Linked DNA regions of Mus musculus: regions 1 and 2 are each linked to region 3. A link is a contact called in public promoter capture Hi-C and targeted proximity ligation data. All regions are on one chromosome and are shown on one strand. The core of a region is the stretch at or near the end of the contact, and the rest is flanking DNA. Distances in the headings are between cores, read along the strand shown. Region 1 has its middle 100 kb from the start of Gcnt1. Region 2 holds the start of Gcnt1 (glucosaminyl (N-acetyl) transferase 1, core 2). Region 3 holds the start of Ostf1 (osteoclast stimulating factor 1).

Region 1 (3,670 bases), core at 798-3,297, 1.4 Mb after region 3:
GGAGGGGTAATAATGTAATGACTGTAAAAAGTTTAATAATAATAATAATAATAATAATAATAATAATAATAATAATAATGAGATGCCCTTATGCCACAAAGGTACAGGCAGATTAAAAGCAACTGTTGAGGGAACACTGGATCCTCGAAGGCTTGGTTACTGGGGTGCTTTTGATAAGTTAAAAAGAAACTTATTCCCTAAAAGAGAAAACAGGTGTCTTTTAAAACTTTTCTCATTTTTTTCCTGTTTTTCTTTTTTCTTATTCTTTTCCTTTTTAAATTTACTGCCTTACAGAACTTGGAGCACTTCTACTGTTTTACTGGTGGTCTCTGTTTAGACCAGATATTTCTAGATTCTTGGGGTCCCATTCAAAGAACTGAAGAAACACACAAAAAGTGTGTGTGCACAATAGCAAGGGTTTTTATTTGGAAGCAAACAAGAACCTAGGCAAGATTCTCTGCAAGAAAGCACCAAGACTTCCTCAGGAGCTCTGGATCCTGGCCAGAGCTTCCTCTTTGTGGGTCCAGGCGTTGCTTGCTAGGCACTGAATATGCGTGGTCTTCTGTCTTGATTGACAGGCTTCAGTTATGGTGACCTTTGTTCACTGAAACGGTCTTTCCTCCATGATGCATCTTATTTTAATAATATTCTTGCACAACCATGCATAGGAAAATGCTGCTAGAGTTCTTTCCCAGGGAGAAACACAAATGACATAAATCCCTCCTTGTAAGGTCCTAGTGACAGAGGTACAATTTTTCCAAAGTTTGCTCTGTGAGTTAACTGCGGGGGGAGGTGAGTGTTCTTCCCTGCCACAGGAAAGACATGGAAAGCTTTTATCCTGCAGGAATGAGGGCTTCCCTGGAGCCACATAGACAGAGTCCTCTAACCCCCACTATCCCATTCCCTGACTGTATACTCTACAGTCCCTTCCAGAAGCCACAAGCAATTAAGGTGGAATTGTGTACAATAGGTGGTTGGGAGCAGTTAGATACTCAGATGAGGGTCTGGTGACCCTCCCCACCCCTCCATGAGAGGGTGTAAATGGCTAACTCCGGCTAGGATTATCCTTTGACAAGAGGGCAGAGCTGAGCTCTCCAAGGTGACAGTTGCTTGGCTCTTGGGGTAGTCACTGACAATAGCATAGCAATGATAATTCGATTTTCCCTAAAAGTTCATTCACAAGACATAGTTTTCTTTACTGTGCATGTGTCCAAAACTAGCCCAGGCTAGAGTAACCTACGCACCCTATTCCAGGATGCTTCAGGAAGTGTTTGGCTATAAAAAGGGGAGTTTTTGGGTGTCAGCAAGCACTATAGGTCAAAGTGTCCTGAGTGCTTTGTTTTGGTCTCTCTGTGTGTGTATGTGTGTGTGTGTGTGTGTGTGTGTGTGTGTGTGTGTGTGTGTGTGCTGCTTGACACACGTGGGGGTTTTAAATTGCTAAGTGCATTGTTGGTAAAGATGTGTGTATGTAGCTCAAGTTAAGAGGGGCCCTCAATTGCTAAGCTTTCCCCACACTTGTCTGTCCCATTACTGTGAAAGCAAGACTGACTGTCCCCAGGCCTGGGGGTGTAACTTGGTTAACAGTTTGCTTGCCAGGCACACACAAAGCCCTGCCTTCAGTCCTCCATATTGCATATACAGATGTGGTGTTGCATGCCGGTGATCCCAGCATCCAGAGGCGGAGGCAGGAGAATCAGAAGCTCACGGTGATCCAGGACTACAAAGCAGGTTTGAGATCCACCTGGGATCTGCAAGCTTTTATCTCAAAACACCAAATCTTCCTGGCTTGTAACCCAGAAGAGCAACGAAAGGGCTTCCAAGCTGAGGGTGAATTTCGCCTTAGTCGAGGGGTGATTCTATTTCATTTCTGAGATTGAAAGTGAAAGGAGACATGAGAGTTCTGAATTTCTTTTCTCATTTTAGTCTCAGGAACTTCTTGAATGTAAAAAAAGTAAAATTTCAGTCAACCGTGCCATGTTAAGCCGCAGTAAGACCAGGCACTTCCCCCTATGCTAAGGCTGGACAAGGCAACACAACAAGAGGAAAGAAAAGAGCCTGAGACAGCCCTCGCTCCCACTGTTAGGAGTCCCAGGAAAAGACAGAGCTACGTAACTATAACACACACGCAGAGGGCCTAAGTAAGTTCTAGGTAGGCTCTGTTTCTGAAGAGAAACTGGGGAGGAGTGGATGGGGGCAGGGGTGGGGCAGAGGGAAGGTATGGGGGAGAAAATGGGGGAAGAGGAGGGAGGGGAAACTGGTTGAGAAAAGGAAGGAAGGAAGGAAAGAAGGAAGGAAGGGAGGGAGGGAAGGAGGGAGGGAAGGAGGGATGGAGGATAGAAGGAAGGAGACAAGAAATATATTTATATATATTTTAAAGTAATATTTCTCTTTTATACTTTTTTCTTTTAAAAACGGAGCATGCTATTACTCCTTTTCTAACAACAACAACAAAAGGAACAATTTTTTTGAGCACACTGGAAGAAAGCCAATGGCCTGGGCAGTTAGTAGAGTAACACCTGCAACTTAGAGCCATGGGCCATGAGCAGGAAGGGGCGGGATGCCTTCCTATGCTCTGCAGGAAGGGGCGGGATGCCTTCCTATGCTCTGCTGAAGTTGCTATGTTTGCAGCTTCTGGATACACAGTTCGTGCCTGGAAGGAGGAGAGTCCAGACGAGCTGGTGTCACAGCAGAGGTCGCAGGACAGCAGGTTGCATTCACGGTGGCTCCCACTAAACTTCTAGAACATCTAACTTCTTTAAATCATGAAATGGCTCAAATAAATGCAGAATAGAGTGAAGGCCATTTGAGATCAGAAATGAAGCAAGGCAGGAGAATGTATTCAGAAAGAAAATACTTCTTAAAAGTACACACACACACACACACACACACACACACACACACACACACACATATATATATACTTCTTAGGGAGGAAGCAGGTTGGAGGAAGAGGAAAACTGGAGTTACTTAGTAGTAAGGGTGGAGGCTCCAATGTCATAAAGGTTCAGGGGTTGTTTCCACAGCATGAGTTTTCTTATATGTACTCTATGTGTTGTGTGTAGTTCTACATAGAACTTCACTTATACATGTCTCTAACACCTTAAATCTCTATGAAAAGTTGAGCCCTTTAGGATTATGATGGGTATTGGGTCATACACTCTGGAGTGCCTCTGTACCAGTGAATGCTGCAGGGGTTTCCAGTTTTCCTCCTTGCCCTCTCGTTTTCCTCACATGCCGATGTTGCAACCATTTTGTAACTTCTTCCCTGGCTCTCTGTCGGGGCTGCTCTCCTTCCTCATCACTACCCTGATTCCACAGTGTTGAAGATGCCCCTGTGAATGGAACACTTAAGAGTGTTTCGGAGAGATGTCATGTTGATGTGCTGCGGCAGTGACTTAGAAAGGCTGAGGACACAGACCCTGACCATATGAAGAGGCCATGCTTAACACAGGCGTCACAAAACAGCAGTGTTCAGTGTCCCAGGGAATGCAAATGACAGACGAGATTCTATCCCTTCTGGGTTATTTTCCTATATTAGTCATCTACTGCAAACGATGCCCAGAAGGAAGTCATATTTCATTCCCTCCACTTCTTCCTGGTTCACGCATTAGGAAGCATGACTGGTGAACATGCTTGCTGTGGCTGAAATAAAAGCCAGTGTGTCGTTTTG
Region 2 (3,579 bases), core at 835-3,334, 1.3 Mb after region 3:
TGCCATACTCAGCAATAGAAGCTGAATGCTCTTCTCAAAGGAAGCCGAGCTGCCAAGACCCTTGAGTCTCGGACCAGCTGCCTGGAGGAGGTTTAAACCAACCTAGGTACATAGAAGGACACTCTCCATCCTGTTGAGCTGCCTACAGGCTGTGCCGTGTGCTCCAGGGTCCCAGCTTCTGTGAGCTGTATGCACTGTGTGTGTCTGGTATACGTGGAAGCTAGAAGAGGGTACTAGATCCTCTGAAACTGGAGTTTCAGGTGATTATGAGCTGCCATGTGGGTGCTAGAAACCAACCCCAAATCCTCTGCAAGAGGAACAAGTACTCTCCAGCCTTAGACTTATTCTAAAAGCTGACAATGCACATTAAAGTTAGAAGGTCAGAGGCTGACTCAGTGGTGTAGCTCAAATAATCAAAGCATTTGCTTAACATGCCTAAGTCCCTGGTTTCCATTACAGTACCCAACTGAAACCAAACAAACAGAAAACAACACAACGGAAAAGGAAGAGGTGTGTGTGTGTGTGTGTGTGTGTGTGTGTGTGATTCTTATAGATATTGACAGCTCAAAACACACTTAAACTACATAGGATAAACCTCTGCAGGGCAGATTAGTCCAGAAAGGATGGGGGAGACAGCTCTTTCTCATGAAAACAAATGACAGGCTGACGTTCAGATGTCACATCCTGACATTCCGTGTGCATGACAAAATAAATCATAAACCTCATGTGGGAAAGGGCTCATGTCCTTTCTCTGTTCTAGACCTAACACATAATCCACTATAAAAGGAGCTGGAAGTGTGGCTGGTCTTCTAGATGATCCCAGTTCAATTTCTACCACCCGCAGGGAGACTCACAGCCATCTGTAACTCCAGTTTGAGAGGACCAATGGCCTCAGAGGGCACTGTATGCATGTGATGAACATACAGACACACAACACATCCATGCACATAAAATAATAATGGAATTAAACTTAGAATGCATTATAACATTACTTTTCTGCATAAAATTAGAGCAAGAGAGCGAAAACTGTCACTGGAGGGGAAATCTCTTAAGGAAAGGGTCGAGGTTGAAGGAAGGAATCATTAACTCCCAGTTCATTGTTTCTGCAGGTGGCCAGAGCTGATGTTGCTTTCCCCTGGAAGACTCCAGGGAAAGGGGGAGGGGCAGGGAACAGGGACAAGGCAAACAAAGCAATCTTCCAAGAGTCAACCCCTAGAATAGAAGAGAGGAAGGGGCCAAGCTTAGCAGAAAGGACACATGGGGCTGGAGTTGGCATGAACTGGGGTGTTATTGTTCCACTCAGTAGACACCACTATCTCCTGTTCTGTTCTGTTGCGGGCAGTCCTTGGGGCAACCTCTTCAGATCTACAGCCCAAGAGGGTGAATTTCACAGATTGGTGCTTCCAAGACAGCTCAGCCTTGCTTTCTACACTCCCACGGATAATGTCTTCTATCCTTGAGGGGCACTAAGCATGCTCACCTGAGACCCACATGCTTGCAAACTTGTAGTTTCTCTAATCTGTATATTTGTGTATTGTTTACTATGTAAAGCATAACGTGTAAAGTGAGTTAGTACTACGAATTAAAGTGCGAAAGAGGAACCAGCTTTCAAGTAAAATCAGGATTACTTGGCAAGCTGCAACCAAAAAACTGACATTGCTTGTGAATATATTGGTTATTCAATAAATTCTGACATTCTGGTAACACAAAATGAGATACAAGGTTTATCTAGAAAATGATAAGGCATGGGCGACTCTAAAGTTGATGCAGTATAAACACGTTGGGCATTTTAACTTTTTACTTATTTTTAAGATCAGACAGGACAACAGTTGGCACATTTCCTGCTTCAGAGGAAGAAGACATAAAAGTTCTTAAAAGATCCCATCCAGGTAGCTTGTCCTTGGCCCAGAGAACCAAGAATTCTTAGGAAGCAAGAGGAAGTTTGGATTCTAGTTTTCTTCCCGGACAACTGCAACTCCCAGAGGGCGCCCTCACCTCGAGCGGTGGCCGCAGGTGGGCGAAGTGGAACCGGGGGCGTGGTCTTAAGGGTGGGCCTGGGGGCGTGGTCTCGAGGGTGGGTCCTAGGGCGTGGCGCTGGCTCGGAGGTCTGGAGCGCAGAAGGCTGAGCGCGCCAGTATCCGCTTGGCGAGCCGATCCAGCACTGTTTCGTGCGCCCTGCAGGCACAGGCTCCAGGTAACCTAGGCTGGGCCAGCGGTGGGGTTGCCCGGCAGAGTTGGACAGCACCGAACCGGATCTAACGGGCGGGACGGGCTGCACCAAGGAGGCAGTGGTGCTGGAGCAGGGAGAGGGCGCTTGGTTCGGGAACCCGGCTAGGATGGAGCAGGAGTCCTCTTAGCACTCTCCTTCCGGTCCTTCGGTGGGACGCGGATACACACGTGGCATCTAGAAGTCACTTTCTGACCACTCTTTCCCGGACTGGTGCAATGAGTGAGGGCTTAGAAATCAGGGTTGGTTGCAGGCATGAAAAGTAGAGACGAACGGTGTCTTGGGCGCCAAAGACTTAAACTTCGTAAGGCCACAGGCCAGTGTAGAGACGTTTGTGACTCCCTGTTAGAGCGCCGACCGAGAAGCCGACGCTGGGGCAGAGAATGACTACTTTAGGGTGATTGCAAACAGACTGGCCAGTTTGGGGTCCAAGCAGTCGCCGCTCTTCCTCTTGCCTTGGGCTGCAGGTCTGTTACAAAAACGGGTAATTCTTCTTAGACATGTTAGTTCTTTAGTTTTTGCTTTTTCTTGGGTTATTACTTTTTCTTTTCTTTTTTTTTTCTGCCTTCCTCCCTCCCTCCTTCATTCCTTCTCTCTTTCATGTGGCTTCGAACTCAAAGAGATCTTCCTGCTTCTGTCTACCAAGGTTAAAGATGAGCGCCATCACACCTCAAGAGTGAGAAGAAGTCCATCTCATGCGCATAGCTGCTCCCAGTCTTAGTTCTTTCAGTGCAGAATAAAAAAATGCAACCCCTTTCCCCGTGCAACTGTGGAGGATCCTCCAGTGGAGGATCCGAGCTTGGCTCTGCAAAAAAAAACAAGTGTCAGCTTGGTGTGTACTCTTTATCTTTCCTTTTCGCTGCAGAAGAGAACTGCTTTGTTACAAATAATGGAGCTAGAGGCAAACTGGTAGGTAGGAGGTAGTGTTCAGAGAGAGCACTGGTGCGTTGACTTGAGAAGGAGGGTGGGTGGGGCTGTGACCTGAATTTGGTGAGTGGTGGTGGGGGAGCAATATGATTTCTTCCTCTGGCCTGCTGCCCCTATTTAGAGCTGTTCTGAAAGGCGGGTTTGTCTTCTGGAAAGGAAGAGGAGGGGTAGACAGTTTTGTTTTGTTTTGTTTTGTTTTAAAGATCAGAGTAAATTATCTGTTAGTAGACAGGGACCCCTCTGCAGAGGATTGGAAGAAGGTTTCAGTTCTGGAAAGATGGAAAGCTACAGGTATCTCTGCTTTCCTTTTTCCTTCCTTCTTCCTTCTTTCCTTCCTTCCATCTTCCTTTCTTTTTCAGGTTTTAAAGGGAGGAAATCTAGCTTTCTTAGCAATGGCTAATTAGGAAATTAGGTGGTAGGAAAAA
Region 3 (3,736 bases), core at 927-3,426:
ACATGGTTTCAAAACCAAATGTTGAGCAAGTTGTCATGCTTCATATATGTGCTAGAGGGTTTTTGTTTCATTGTTTTAGAGGCCTTTCATGCGGGTCAGCCTAGCCTTAAAGTCTTAAAGAACAATCATATACTGCACCTCTGGTCTCTACTCTCTGCCACAGAGTGGTGGGATTGCAGGTGTGTGTCTGTACACCTGGCTTGCAGCAGAGATGTTGTGAAGCACACACAACTCAGAGCCAAGACAAACTGTACATCTTAATGTCTCTGGAGAGACCACCTTTTGGACCTTTCAGAGTCTTGAAGTCAGGGTATCCTGTCAGCTTGAATCCTGTGGGATATTTATGCAGTGTCTTCTTGGCCGCTAGTATCCTTTCCACAGAGAGGGAGAAGAACAAGATGGGAGAGGAGCAAACCTTAAATGAGCCATTTATCTTTTTCACACTTACTTATCATTCTTATTTGTTATATTATTTATCTGTTGAGACAGAATCTCACTATGCAGAGTCCAGGCTGGTCAGGAACTTGCCACACAGCCACGGCTGCCTCTGTGGCAAAGCTACCTTCCTAAAAGTACTGGGATCATAGGCAAGCCTCGCCAAGACTGGCTCATACGCAGAATTGTTTAAAACTATCTTTGATTTAATCCCAGTGAAATGTTAAATCTTCTTCATAGTTGGCTTATGTTTATATTCAATCTATTCCACTCTGAACAGAGACTTCTAAAGCACAGAATGATTCCCAGGAGGATGGGAAGAGTCAGCAGGCGGCAAGAACTCCACCATCAATCAAATCTGAGAAACACAAGAGCAAACACACATGCTCTTCAGATGACTTCAAGGCCCAGGTTTCAGGACTTCCGTGAGGTTCAGGCTACAGTTATCTGGATACGCTCCCATGAATAGGACTAATTTCAACTTTGAACCCTTTTGGTAAGCAGAAATCCCCCACAGGTAGAGTTCCTGGTAAGCAAGGCCTGGGGGCATAGCCATGACCAAGCTCCTGCTAACCTTTGCCCCTTGAAGTTTCAGTCACTTTTTTCCCCGTAAATTAACCTTCAATAGACATGTTGAAGGTCCATTTTGTGGAGGTTCTTTTTTAAAAAGTTGCTTTCTTACATTTGTATCTAGGTTGCGGTGCATGTGTGTGGGCAGGTGCATGCCATGGTTCACCACAGAACACATGCTCAGGTCATAGGTCTCCTGGGAGTTCTCTTTCCAAAGTGTGGGTGCTAGAGGCTGAACTCTGCTCATCAGGTTTGGCAGCAGGGGCAGCTGGACCATTGTGCTGACCCTGTAGTTTCTTACATAACCAGTATTTTCATTTTTATTACCCCTAATATACAATAGGCATATAATATTGACTGTGACATTGTGAGTTTACTTATGTGTGAACATAAACTCTCGTGTTGGGCAACTTGTATAAAGTACCAGCCAGTAGTATAGTTTTGACTTCGCGGGTAACTATTCAACTCTGAAATTGTAATAAGAAAGCCAATGCATAAGCAAACGAGCATGCTGTGTTCTAATAAAATTTTATGGTCACGGAAATCTAAGTTTCCCCTAACTTTCGTGTGCCACAAAATACTATGCTTTTGTCTCAGCTATTTAAAAAACGCCAAAAGCACTGTTAGAAGTCTTTATAAAAGCCAGGCAGCAAGTGGGTTGGAGTTTGTTAACCAGATGCTGTAGAAAAAGCTGTCCTGTCCCGTGGGGGATCAAGACCCGATTCTCCAGCTAGCAAATGTGGGGTCTCCTACAGCTAGCAGTGTCTAGTTGCTTTTTAGGAGCATCTAAGTCCCACCGCGGTTTCCCTAGACACGATCAGGTTCCTGGTACATACAGCGAAGGAGACTCTTGAAGATTCCCAGGCCTCGCCGTGTGTACGCAGCAGGCAGTGGGTACTCACCGAAGCGGGTTCGAATCCTTCCCAGCAGGGTCGCAGAGCAAGCTTCAAGAGCGTTTCATGCCTACCACTGCCCGGTGCTCACCTAGGCAGCGAAGTCCACTGCGCTTTCATAGCCTCCCCTACGCAGGGCCTGAGGGCGTGGCTACTGTAAAGCTCCTCCCCCAAGAGAAAGGCGGGGCTCCGGCGTGCCGGAGCAGGCTGGACCTCTGAGGTTCGGCCGGGCTCCCCGCCGCAGCCAATCAGCAGCCGGCGAGGCGCGGCCACTTCCTGGTGGGAAGGCCGGGCTGTCTGCGGAGCTCGCTGGTCCGAGTGTCCCGCATCGGGTTGCGCGCGGATCCGGAGCGGCCGCGGCCAGCGCAGGCTTGGCGCCCAGTTCTCGTGTGCGTGTGGGGCTCCCGCGGCTGAGCCTGGTCGCTCCGTGTAGCGCCATGTCCAAGCCACCTCCCAAACCGGTCAAACCAGGTAAGAGTGGTGTGCGCTGCGCGTGCGGGTCTCCAGGCTGCGGGACCCGGTGCTCGAGTTCCCGAGGAGCGTCCTCGGACTCTGTCCACACGGCTCGCCAGGACGTTCTAGCGGTGTGGTGGCAGCACCTCGGTCGCGGCCACTTCCTCATATTTCGCCCTGTCGCTGTCAAGTTGGAGTTCTTGACCGGCAGGCGAACGGGAAGTGCGCTGCGGCTGGGTGGGGTTTGCGCCCGGGCTGGAGCGGGCCAGGGACCCGAGGTCTCCCGGGAGCTTTGGAGAGCTGCTCGGGCGCTGCCAGCGGGACAGCCGGGCTGCAACCCTCTCGGCTCCTAGCTTTAGGCAGTGTCGCTCTGTCATGCATCCTAGTGTTTTTGCTTAGGGTGACTCTCGCGAACTAAACTGGAGAGAGTACGAAGTTCCTCAAAGCAGTTTTCTTGACCGCCCTTCCTGGTTCACTTTTAAAAACGTTGTTCTTAGAGTGTTTTCTGTGATATGGAGAAACGAGACTAAATAAACTCGTGGGAATTTTCATTTGGATAGGGAATTGACAGGGATCGTAAAAAAATGGGAGATGAATGTTTGATGAATTCCCAGACCCCTTTTCCTAATCTCCTGCAGCTTTGGTATTACAAAGGCTGAAAGCCATTTACATCAACTTTTATAGCTGCTTATGCTGCTGCTTCAGTGATTTTTTTTTTTTTTTTTTTTTGCCCTTGAGGTTGTTTTATTGGTTTTGCTTTGCTTGTTTGTTTGTTTTACTAAAGTGACAGTCACTTCAACTTCAATAATTATCCAGTTTCCTTCTTTTGTGGCAGCATCAAGCCCCTGACTTTGAAAATAATGCACACATATTTGTGAAACAGGCATTCGCTGTCGACGTAAATTCTGTAGGGCCGGAATATGAAGGAAGTGGCTCAGACTGGCTTTGGCCTGAGCAGAGGCTGGGCGGGTGCTGGTTGAGGCTGCCCTCGACGTGAAATCTGAGAAGTTTGCAATTTGCAATTTAGATGCGGATGTATGAGGTGGCAGTTTTGTAAACTCTGCTGTAAGTCAGTAAGTACCTCGAGGGTCCAACTAAGCTGAGTTCTTTGATGGCTGAACAAAGCTCTTGATTTTGAAGAATGTGCCGAGAATCGGTTCGTGAAGTTTTTCATTCCCCCAGACACAGTAAAAGTGAAGTCAGTGTTGAGTCTGTGAGTGTTGGCAGGAGCCTGCCCCTGTGTACGTGATTGTGAACTTGTGTGTTCATGCACCCTTGGGTGTGGTTTAGGACCCAGCCTGTTACTAAGTCGAGGTTTGCTCTGGGAACCAGTTTTGTTGTTTACATCTCTGCCTTTTCCTCTCCAGCAAACCAGAAAACACATG

What was found. Promoter capture Hi-C pulls out the DNA fragments that hold promoters and counts their contacts.
Region 1: a promoter capture Hi-C map of pre-B cells shows a contact between it and region 3, with 4 times the contacts expected there. A contact is called at or near these places in 4 of 39 promoter capture datasets (the 3T3-L1 cell line, the C10 cell line, hippocampal neurons and 1 more) and 1 of 130 datasets of targeted methods (bone marrow-derived dendritic cells).
Region 2: a contact with region 3 is called in a targeted proximity ligation map of trophoblast stem cells, with 7 times the contacts expected there. A contact is called at or near these places in 4 of 39 promoter capture datasets (cranial neural crest, frontonasal cranial neural crest, hematopoietic stem and progenitor cells and 1 more) and 6 of 130 datasets of targeted methods (acute myeloid leukemia, bone marrow-derived dendritic cells, extraembryonic endoderm stem cells and 3 more).

Annotation. Positions count from the first base shown.
Region 1 is chr19:17,249,923-17,253,592 of GRCm38.p6, reverse strand. No RefSeq gene overlaps it. Among named protein-coding and RNA genes, the nearest start is that of Gcnt1, 100 kb to the left of the region's middle.
Region 2 is chr19:17,355,172-17,358,750 of GRCm38.p6, reverse strand. Gcnt1 (glucosaminyl (N-acetyl) transferase 1, core 2) reads left to right here and starts at 2,084. Exons shown (of 3, transcript NM_173442.5): 1 at 2,084-2,194.
Region 3 is chr19:18,630,253-18,633,988 of GRCm38.p6, reverse strand. Ostf1 (osteoclast stimulating factor 1) reads left to right here and starts at 2,176. Exons shown (of 10, transcript NM_017375.3): 1 at 2,176-2,369. The coding sequence starts at 2,336. Nmrk1 (nicotinamide riboside kinase 1) reads right to left here and starts at 1,973. Exons shown (of 9, transcript NM_145497.2): 1 at 1,908-1,973.